Regions from separate parts of the Zea mays genome. Here regions 1 and 3 are each linked to region 2. A link is a contact called in public Hi-C data. All regions are on one chromosome and are shown on one strand. The core of a region is the stretch at or near the end of the contact, and the rest is flanking DNA. Distances in the headings are between cores, read along the strand shown. Region 1 has its middle 70 kb from the start of LOC109944812. Region 2 has its middle 17 kb from the start of LOC103650065. Region 3 has its middle 53 kb from the start of LOC109944812.

What was found. Hi-C and Micro-C count contacts between places; a contact is called where the count stands out from the background.
Region 1: a contact with region 2 is called in a Hi-C map of tassel, with 2.7 times the contacts expected there. The contact joins two enhancer-like sites. A contact is called at or near these places in 2 of 25 Hi-C or Micro-C datasets (leaf and tassel).
Region 3: a Hi-C map of leaf shows a contact between it and region 2, with 3 times the contacts expected there. The contact joins two enhancer-like sites. A contact is called at or near these places in 2 of 25 Hi-C or Micro-C datasets (leaf and tassel).

The regions. Positions count from the first base shown.
Region 1 is chr3:50,715,634-50,719,252 of Zm-B73-REFERENCE-NAM-5.0, forward strand. No RefSeq gene overlaps it. Among protein-coding and RNA genes, the nearest start is that of LOC109944812, 70 kb to the right of the region's middle. Within about 2 kb of position 1,393, at least 6 of the 20 cell types and tissues checked have an H3K27ac peak or open chromatin away from gene starts, as enhancers often do. A contact at or near this core is called in tassel, where this site is marked.
Region 2 is chr3:50,540,115-50,543,605 of Zm-B73-REFERENCE-NAM-5.0, forward strand. No RefSeq gene overlaps it. Among protein-coding and RNA genes, the nearest start is that of LOC103650065, 17 kb to the left of the region's middle. Within about 2 kb of position 1,542, at least 19 of the 20 cell types and tissues checked have an H3K27ac peak or open chromatin away from gene starts, as enhancers often do. A contact at or near this core is called in leaf and tassel, where this site is marked.
Region 3 is chr3:50,732,218-50,735,908 of Zm-B73-REFERENCE-NAM-5.0, forward strand. No RefSeq gene overlaps it. Among protein-coding and RNA genes, the nearest start is that of LOC109944812, 53 kb to the right of the region's middle. Within about 2 kb of position 1,539, at least 17 of the 20 cell types and tissues checked have an H3K27ac peak or open chromatin away from gene starts, as enhancers often do. A contact at or near this core is called in leaf and tassel, where this site is marked.

The DNA of each region.
Region 1 (3,619 bases), core at 143-2,642, 180 kb after region 2:
AGACCACCGAAAATAGCTTATTTTCGGCGGCAAAGGCCTTATTTTCGGCGGTTCCTGGCCGCCGAAAATGACTGTAGCTCCCGTAGTGTGATCGACTCACCCCGTACCCGTATCGACGAGTGTCGGTCGGCTCCCGGCTCGCGGCTGCGACCGTGGGCGGGGGCAGCAGGTTGGGGAGGAAGAACAGCGAAGGCCGGGAAGACGAACGGGACGTCCGACAACGGCGAAAACGATGATGCGCGCATGATGTGAAATGTCCTCGTGGACGTGCAATAGCCACTACACGAGTCAGTGTCGGGGCTGGTGTCGGACGAATACGGGAAGGAGGCGCCTGCTCCTACGCCCTCTGCCGAGAATGGGGTGGCGCCAAGGTGGAACCATGAGGGGAGAGAGAAAAGAAGTATAATGGCGAACAAGCTGGTGGCAACTGAGGTGATGACCATCATTATCGTGTGGAGGTATAGATGGCCAAATGGGTCGTGTCTGGCGAGTCGGCCCGAGGCACGACCTATTTAATAGTGCCTGGACCAACTCGGCACGAGCGTCGTCCGGTGCTTGGGTCGTAGCCTCGGTCCGTAGTGCTGCCTGGCCCAGCACGATTATTTTTTTATATTACAAAAAAAATTATATATACATATGTACAATTTATATTCAATATTATAAATACTTGAGCATAATGTTTTACTAGTTAGATAGTTTCGCCCTAGTGTCACACACCCTTCTTCCATTAAGGCGTGGGTTCAAACTCGACCTTCTGCACCCTTTTTAATATTTTACACTGAATTGATTTGGAAGAAATGTAGGAACTTTTTTTATAAAAAATGACACGTACCGACCGTTGAAATTGGTACTTTAAGTATAGTAAAGAAGTAGAGATTTGGCATCTATCTAGCAGGAGTAGAGTCCACAAATGAAAGCTGGCAGCACATACGACATATAGGTGAGTCTACAAATTTTTAAGGTCTCCCGGCCGGTCTTTGCGTCGTCACCATATAATTCTCTCATCCACGCTTTCAGGATTATAAGTCCACATATTAAAGTTTAGCAGCAACAAGAGTACCGTTACTGCCGAACGTTTTGAATAACGTCATGTTTAAAACCCCTAATAAAGTTAATAGTTAGCCAACTAATAAATTATTAGCTAGATAGCTAACAAACTAATAATAATTATTAATGAAAAAAAATTAGCATCTAACTATTAGCTCTAGAGGTGTTTTAAACTTTTAAAACTAATTTTAACAGCTAACTATTCTAAATGAAACCTAAACCAAGTGAATCGCCAGTATACTTGTCATTTTCGTCTCAATCCATTCGGGTGGCGTTTTGATTGATTGATGCATGCATGCATGATGCACATCATCCGATCAGAGGCTGTTGGTGGTTGCATTGGCACATGGCAGCACTGTCTACGCGTCCCATTCACTGCTGAATGTACTTCCTTTCACTACTGTGGACGGAATAGATGTATTCCTAATAATCTGACTGAAGGAGTAAGGGCATGTTTGTTTTAGCTTATAGATTATATAATCTGTATTATAATCTAAATTATATAATCCAGATTATAATCTAGATATATTATAATCTATATGTAGTTGTTTGGTAGTTTAGATTATACAAATGTAGATTATTCACAAAGACAACAATACCCTTATTGTTTATTTAAGGTGAGAAAAGAAGGATGGCATATATTGTAATTTCTATTTACATTCCCATGGGTAGTGGGTCTTTTGCCAAAATAATCTCAAATAAGCTAGTCTTGAGGAGATTATGAGATTATCATAATCTAGAGTTTAGATTATATAATCTGAACCTATAACCTATATCTTTGTTTACCTAGTGGATTATTTGCACTGGATTATATAATCTGGAGAGATTATAATCTGAAACAAACAGGGTCTAAGACTAGCAACACCATGACGGTTACTTACCGAGCACCAGAACTTCCCCTGCTGACCTGCATCGATTTACTTGTTTGGTAGAGCTATTCTCTATAATTCTCTAGCTCCGAGAGCTGATTCTAAATAACTCTCAAGTAGAAGTGAATCTAGTTGACGAAAACCGTCTGATAAATTGTGTGTGAAGTGATTCCTGAGGAATTGGAGTGTGGGAAGCAGGTTGAGAGCAGCGAGAAGCATGTTTTTTTTTCTTCTAATCTGTAGTATAAAATGAAGACTAAATTCATTTCACTCTCACTATGAAGCAATTCAGTTCTTATCCGTTTAACTTTTTAGAAGTGATTCTCACTAGAAGCAGAGTTATGGGAGCTCTAGCAAACGCCCCCTGAATCATCCTATTGCAAGCATGTGCGATGAGACATGCAGCTACACTACATGTGGCACCTCGCAAATAGTTTGTCTCAAACAACGTATTCCATTGTAGTACTATTAGTTAGTGAAATTAGAAGACGACGTATGGCACACTTGCATTGCTTCGATTAAGAACAACTCATCAGAACCTCACTTGACTAGAGCGAGTTCTCATCACCTGTCCTTGATCTCTCACACATAGAGTATGCATCAAGCTTCATTAGCAAGCAAAAAAACAATCAAAGTGGTGTATGTGTGAGAACGCTAGATTAATAGCGTGAGCGTCGTGCGTGTCATTTTCGTGCATGGATTAGTTTGTCGTCTCGGACCCGTGCTTTCTTCGTTTCCCGCCGGACCTGCCGGCTCAGGATCCTTCACAGGTCATCCTTGTGGGAGAGTGCGTGGACCTGAATGGTCACAAGTTAAAAGCTAATTATTCCCACTCGAGTTCAGCAAGGGCTGAATGCAGTCTCCGGCAGCTTATTTATTCTCATACTTATATTTAAATTCCACTCTACGAACACTCTGAAAACAGTGTACACTACAAAATAATGTTTTAACTAACTGCCTCCTCAACAAAACACCACTCCTCAAAGCCATTGCTCCAGCAAACGGCAACCGGCATCACCCACTGCTCTCAACGCTACCACGCACAAAAGAGCTGGTCGCCCACCAAGAAACAATGTTCCCAAGCCAATCCAGCGCAAGAGCAGTCGGCTGGCGGCAAAAGCTAACGGAAATTTCGTGGATATGACTAATAAGGCGGTCAGGTTGAAGGAACTGAGGGATACCCTACAAGGCTGCTCTACAGCGGTGAAGGGGGAAGTCCAGAAAAAAGGTTTGCTCAGTCGTTCAATGGCGCCGATCTCCATACCAGCTCTTCGCAGGCTTGTTCGCGCGGCAGGATTGGGGTGCTCAGCTGCGAATGCTGTTGGGGTGGTGCCGCTCGCCAAGGAATGATAGTCTGCACCTTTGTTGCTCATGGTGCAGTGGGCACGTCAGTCTGCACCTCTCTGTGTGTCCCGTGGGGGTCTGTATTCGGTTCTTTTGTGTTCAGCCTGCTCTGTGCGTTCACCGGGCTTTGCTTCTCAGTTGTCCCAGTGTCTGTGTGCTTTAGCATGATGGTGTCTGTGTGTTCTAAAAATGAGTAGCGTCAAGAGTCTGTCTGTGTTGTCGTGGAATGTTCGTGGTCTTGGCGACTCGGAAAAATGTGAACTTGTTCGTGCAGCTATTGCCTCTTTGTCTCCCACTGTAGCGTGCCTACAGGAAACCAAAACCCAAGAAATTTCTAAGTTCAAAGCTCGATCCTTTCT
Region 2 (3,491 bases), core at 292-2,791:
CTTACGGTTTCTGCGCACAATGACAATACACAGCAACAACCTTTTCTCCGATCCTGTTTTTTAGACGCATCAAACATCACCGAGTAGAAATCAGTGACTGAAGTCAACTCTGCCTCTTGGCAGGCACTTTTGCAAATGAATCGGTGCCACCACCGACCGACGATGGCATGCAAATAGTCTCGGTCTCAAAGACACCAAATAGTAGATCCAAACAGTAACGATGGCGCGTCGAACTTGCAGGCCGATTAAAACGATAGATTTTTTTTGAATCTTATGTTTGGCTCTGATACAACTTGCTATCAAATAATACGAATATAAATCAAACATGAGGCACATAATTAAGTGAAAAATTGCAGCGGTAAAAAACCATGTGCGTGCATCGGTGAGGAGAGTTTATAGAACAAAGAATAAAATGAATTATCTCTTCCCGCGTGACCTACAAAATGTCTATATATATACAATTGATAGACTACAGGTCAATACAAAAATAAATCCGCTAATAATGATATGATACAAGTTGAACCGCGGGCGCTTCAAACGTCCCTACGAGACTCACGTCAGTCCTGAACTCGCCTGACTTTTAAGTCCAACTGCGGACACACATGCTCATTTTTTGAATCTGTGTGCCTCTAGTTTAGCACTGTTTGTTCAGTTTTGAGGTCGGCTCCAATTCTCTCCGTCTCTCTTGGATTTCTTCAGTCTTGTTTTCGGACGTGCAGGTGCTGCAATAACCAAAGAGCGGGGCGGGCGACCAGCCCCGTGCGCAGACGATACCCACCTCGGTATTTTTTTAAAGGCGGTGGCGCAGAAGATATATTTGTAGTGTAATGTTAACGATGTTGATGCCGACGCCAATTAAACCAATCATCACCTACTTGATACCCCAGTTTGGTCAATGACGTTCTGCTCGTGCAGTCCACACACGAAATCTCTCTATATACATTTTCTTCAGAGATTGACGAGACCCCAGGAGCAGTGGACTAAATTAAAGCTGACGCGATCGGCGATCATTAGGTACGTGACGACGCGCGTCGTATGAGCGGCGGCAACTCAGGGGTGCAGGGACGGCCAGCGGGCGGCGTCGTGGCTTGTGCGCCGCCGCGCACATACAACGTGACGTGACCGACCGTCGACGAGCAGTCTCATGCACCGATCAAGAGTCCAACAACACGCATCCAGTCGTCCACCGATAACAATTCCAAGTTGAATCGAACGTGCGCGCGCGGCAACACAGAAAGGGAGGCCGCCTTTTGATTAATTTGGAGCAGGAGCAAAACGGCGAAATCGTGCGTGTGTGCGATTTTAAATAGAGACCCTCGCGTCGCGTCGGCTTCGTACAGTGGGGATGCACCGGAAACCGCTCTTTTCCGAAGCGAACCACCGTCCGGACCGGAACTGACCTAACCCTGCAACCTGCATCGCATCGCATCATCCCTTGCGCACCATGGCAATTGCACGCGTTCTTCTTTATAGATAGACTATACTATATATTATATAGTATAGCACAGGCCAGGACGGCAGCACACGCGGTTCGGTGCCGATGACAATGGGTCCGGAAAAGCATGGTGGGCCCGCGTGCCATGGTGGGCGGGATCCATGTGAGTGGCGCCCCCTTTTTCGCTTTCATCAAAGGGATGGAAACAAGGACGCCGGAGCGCAAAAGTGGTCCGTCAGTGCGTGCGTGCGTGCATGCGAGAGAGGCCACTGGCGAAGCAGCAGCCGCCGCACATGCTGATGCTGAACGTGGAAATGCTTCGCGGCGTCAGGGCTTGCAACAGATGACCAGTCACGCACACGCACCCAAGCCAAACCCAACAATCAGGATAAGCTGCTTATCTTTACCTGCTCTTCCACTAGCCGCCCCATAGTGTGTAGCCGTTTTCCCAACTTCCCCCAAAGGATGTCCCGCCCTTGTTCGGTTGGTTGCATTGCACCTAGATTAGTGGGGATTGAAGGGATTAAGGGTATGGTTGGTTCGTTGCTAACTATACCACACTTTGCCTAAGATTAATTGTTTAAATTGAAAACTAATCTTAGATAGAAAAATTAGGCAAAGTGTGACAAGTTAGACAGTGAATCAAACATACCCTAAATCTAATTTTGGGGGCCTTACTCTTCCAAAGGTCCTCAAAAACACAACTAACATATTTTCCAGTATAGTATACTGTCACAGGAAGCTTCGGTTTTGGAATAAAGGTGTGCATGGTATAAAAGGCGTGATTTGGAAGAAGGATGAACCAGCTCCGAAGCTGTGGCCGGAGAAGCTTCGGTTTAGCACAAGGACGGTGGTGGAGGATGAAACCGACCTAAAGGGAAAAAGACTGCTTGGTCCTCGACAGCTTGCCTTTTGGCTAACAGTAAATATCAGGGACATGAATGTAATTTTTCCTAGACTACGTTCTGTGCCTATAAATAGATGAACAGTAACACCGTACTGTTCACGCTGACTTGTAACCATTCCTACGTCACTTCCGCTCTTTTACATTCTGTCAAGCCGAAGGTACAAATGTACTATAATTACTATTAATGCTTATCCATGTTTATGAAATAAAGAGATGAATAATCTAATGATTTGGAATAATTGCTTATATTCTTTTTGTGTTTCGTACGCCTTTATTCCTGTCTTCTCTCACTAAAATGACGAAGGTATGTCCTTCGTCTAGAGATCATTATATCCTAAGGGAAATAATGCTTCGAAAGACGAAGGTCCCTAATCAATAACAATTGTGTTGCTTTGTTCTTGGTGTATAACATCTGAGAACAAGGACAAACATTGGCGCCCACCTCCGGTGAACTCATCCGACCACCTTCGGCTAGCATCGACCTTCGTCATGCTGCCGAAGAAGACAGCTGGGCCAGGGGCTGCACTGCAGCCACTGGATGTTAATCAGGGATGCTACGCGAAGCTAGGAGCCAGAAGAGAAAGGCTCTCAGCCCAACACCTCAGGAGGAGCAACTATACCAAGAGATCAGGGACCTCAAAGCTATCCATCAACAGGTTCAAAAGAAGAAAGAGAAAATGCTTCGGCTCACCGATCTCCAGAGAAAAATTGATGAAGCTGCCGATGAAATGCTCCATCTCACCGAGGAGGACCAAGACCGAAGGCCCCATCACAAGGAGCTTCGTCAAGAGAATTCATACAACGATGATGAATGATATGGTGATTTTCATCATGGCAATTTTGCTTTCGATGATGCTTCTCCTTTGGCAGCAGAGTTGCAAGCTACCCCATGACCCTCATCATACAAACCACCTCAGCTTCCTATGTATGATGGGCATTCAGACCCCAAGCAATTCCTGATGAGCTACGAAGCAACCATATCTTCATATGGGGGCAATACTGCAGTCATGGCGAAATCTTTCGTCATGGCAGTCAAAAGCGTAGCACAAACTTGGTACTCTTCTCTCCGGCCAGGGACAATCACATCATGGCAAAAGCTCAAGGATATGCTAATCACTAGCTTTCAAGGCTTTCAGACGAAGCCAGTCA
Region 3 (3,691 bases), core at 289-2,788, 190 kb after region 2:
TATTAGTTGCTGCTCTTTTTTTTCTTTTTAGCTACACGTAATAGCATTTAACCAGGCGAGATAATAAGATTGCATGCAGGCTGTAGTCATGCACACAACAACTAAGGGAGCATACGGCTAAGCCGCTAAGGCCCACTCGTTCCAAGCCACTTAATTAAAATCTCTAACCATCGCATGCATACTTTTATTTCACTTTTTAATCCGTGAAAAACAACAACACTTGCGCCCAACTACCGCATGCACTCGGCTCTAATCACGGATCGCATACCAGCACTGCAATTGCAGGTTCTTCTCCAACGAACAAGCAGATCCAATGTAATTAGAAGGACATGCCATTCGATTGTGTAGAGGAATCGAAGCCTGTTATGTACGACAGTTCGGCTAGGCCGGAGACCTACCGGATTGACGGAGAGTTGATACAGATCCAATCCCGCAGCAACGTCGAGGTAGAGCGTGCTGATAACGTGTTGAGAACTACGTTACCACAGATCACCAGATCCGCTCCCTTCCCTCCCGTCAGCAGTAGAGGCGCGAGAAGCTGTAGAGAACCCGTCCCCCTTTTCAGAAGCACGACAGAGTAACACACGAGACACATGATATAGGGTTGGGCCTCTGTCCTCTTTCTCTTCTCTGTATTATTAGGGGGGTACAGGTTCCTTATATAAAGATGTGAGACCCCTAGAGGGCAAAACAGTTATTTGCCCACATAACCCTAACTAGGGTTACTTAACACATACATGCCAGCCGCATGCAGGCACGCCGGTACATGAAATGCTATTTTGGTTTGTTTTTTCATTAATAACTATTAATTAAGAGATTTAATCACCAAACTAATTTTATATTTATGTTTTTAAATTTATACTATATAATATTTGAAAATTTATTTATGGACTCTTGTCTAATACACTCAGTACAAGCAATCAAATAAAGTCTATAATTAGTCTGCATGAGTTCATGTAAATTAACAACCAAACAAGTGTGTCTTGTATAAGTTTAACTCGGTGTTGTTTATCCTGGCTCGGCTCAGGCTAGCCTAGTACATCAACCAATCAGACCGTATAGTCCATCCAGCATCGATTATTTTGTATAGAGAAGAAATGGGTGGGGGGTGTTTGTGTGTTCGGGCTGATTGGTTATCTGGACGAGCGCACCCACGCTCGCCCGATCTAGACTGACCGAAAACGAGTATTTTTGGCGTATGAGTGGATACAACCAAAAGACCTCAAAATAATTTATTTTGCATCCACTCATGCAGCTCATGTTCAAGATATACAGACAATCAAATAAATGTTTAGATAAAGTCAATATACCCTGAATCGAATTTGGAGAAGAGGATCCGGAGTATGCCAGGCCATGCCAGCCTCGGCAATTGTCCTTTTAACGCACGCGCATGCGCTCACTTGTTACAAAGCCATTCTGGGCCGGACGTGCGCACGCTGGGCCGACAGACGCTGAGAGACTTCCTGGTGTCGGAGCGTGTAGACGCTATAGTTGGGACGAGGCTCGATGGAGTGGACGGAAAGCACGGCATCTGCCCAAGAATGAATACGGCCCGCTGGAGACACATACACAGATACACTTGGGCCCTGTCTGTCGGCCTCGGCTCTGCGGCCAGTCTCTTTCCCGGCCCATTTTACGGCCCAAAATTTACGTAGTAACCCACAGTTCCATCGAAAAAGATAATTCACGCCACTTCCTCCCTCCTACACGGAGCAAGATGGTTCACAGAAAAGCAAATTCTGCTACAAATAATTAACCGAGAAAAAGAATCACAATCTACGTTTTACCAAGGTGAATCCTTCCTTCATAATGCATATAATGTTTGTTCACAAGGACACGTGGACCACCACCAGTACTATTCAAATTAAATAGCGGGGGAAAGGGGGTTTGGGAGGCCGCCAATAGATTTCGTGTGTTCGAGTTTTTTTTTCTTTCTTTTTTTTTACTCAAATTTATGTAGTTTGTTCGAGATGCTCTAAGATAATCAATTATGTCAGCATGATTAAAAAAACAAAAGAGCTTTTGTCGAATAGTCACAGAAAAGAAATTACATAGACGTGACACTCAAACAAAAAAACCAATGAAATCTTTCGAAGACACGTGCATGTGTTGGCTATGCATAGCCTATTTGTAAAGTCTCCCATCCATATCTTTGTTACACTCCACTAGTCTATCAACAGGCATTGTGAGTAGCCTCTTCCGTGTGACTAGCCATATCGGTAATAAAGAGTTGATATTGAAAGTCAGTACAGCTAGCGTGCTCAAAAAATGTCTTATCAGACATCATTTTATATTTACTAGGATATCAGCCGACCTGCAATAAATTGAAGATAATGCTATTGTTTACTCTTGATAGATACGGCTTTGCAAAGCTATAAATATACGGTAACAACAGTAAGGTCTATAAGCATATATATGCATCGATATATATAGATACACTACCGAAAACAACTTTGCCGAGTGTCTAAAGCCTAAAAAACACTCAGCGAAAACTTTGCCGAGTGTGAAGCTCAGCGAACTATACATCGGCAACGACTTCTTTACCGGGTACTTTTTATCGGACACTCGGCAAAGTCACTCTGTACTCGGCAAAGAAAAGTCGCTGTGACGGCGACCGATAACGGCAACAAAACCTTTGCCGAGCGTACACTATACTGACACTCGGCAAAGAGTATCCCTTTGCCGAGCGTATTAGGTAACACTCAGCAAAGAGTTTTCCTCTTTGCCGAGTGTCCGCCGGACTAGCACTCGATAATGAGATCGCCACCAGGCCCCTTTGTCAGTTCCTTTGCCGAGAGCATTAGAAGGAACTCGGCAAAAGTTGCTTCTTTGCTGAGTGTTGTGGTCTTCGCACTCGGCAAAGATGTTGTACCGGTGCCCAGGTATGCCTTCTTTGACGAGTGCTATGACCCAGACACTCGGCAAAGTACCTCTTTGTCGAGTGTTACACTCAGCAAAGCGACCAATACACCTCTTTTTATTTGTTTTTGCTATTCCATCCAAACAAACAAAATATATATCACATATACATCATAGATATCACATACATAATAGAGACCACATATTTCACAAAAAAACATATCTCACAAGGTTTTCACAAACATGTCTATGTTCATACCAAGATTCATCAACATAAGTATCACACAACTCTAAAACATAAGTTTTTCACAAACATAAGTTCACAAGTTTATCACACAAGCTAAGAGAAGATGATTAGCGCAGTGGCCGGCTGGACTGGTGCGGCGATGGGCTGGGCGATCCAAAAGGGTTGTTGGATGCCACCCTAGATTGTCCTTGCACAGAGAAGAGATTGCATGTGTTATACCAGTTAAATATATATCATGCAGGACTAGAATTTTGATACTCACATGAGTATGGAACTGAGCAGGGTCAACTGGAGGAAACAATAGAGGTGGTGGATCAAAACCCTGTGCGGCGCCAAGGCTCTACATGTACTGGAACATCTCCGCCATACTCTGCTGATCTGCCAAGCATGTCTCCTGCTCCTCCATCATCCTTGCCTCCATCTCCTGTCGTTCCCTCCTCTCTTCTAGCTGGGCCTATAATATTCCAACCCAATGTTATAATAACTCAAAGAGAAAGTATATAACTCAAGGAACGACGAGTTACATAAGCACTAACCTAGAATTATTGTATCTGATGATGTGAGTTGTCCTACCGAGGTTGTATG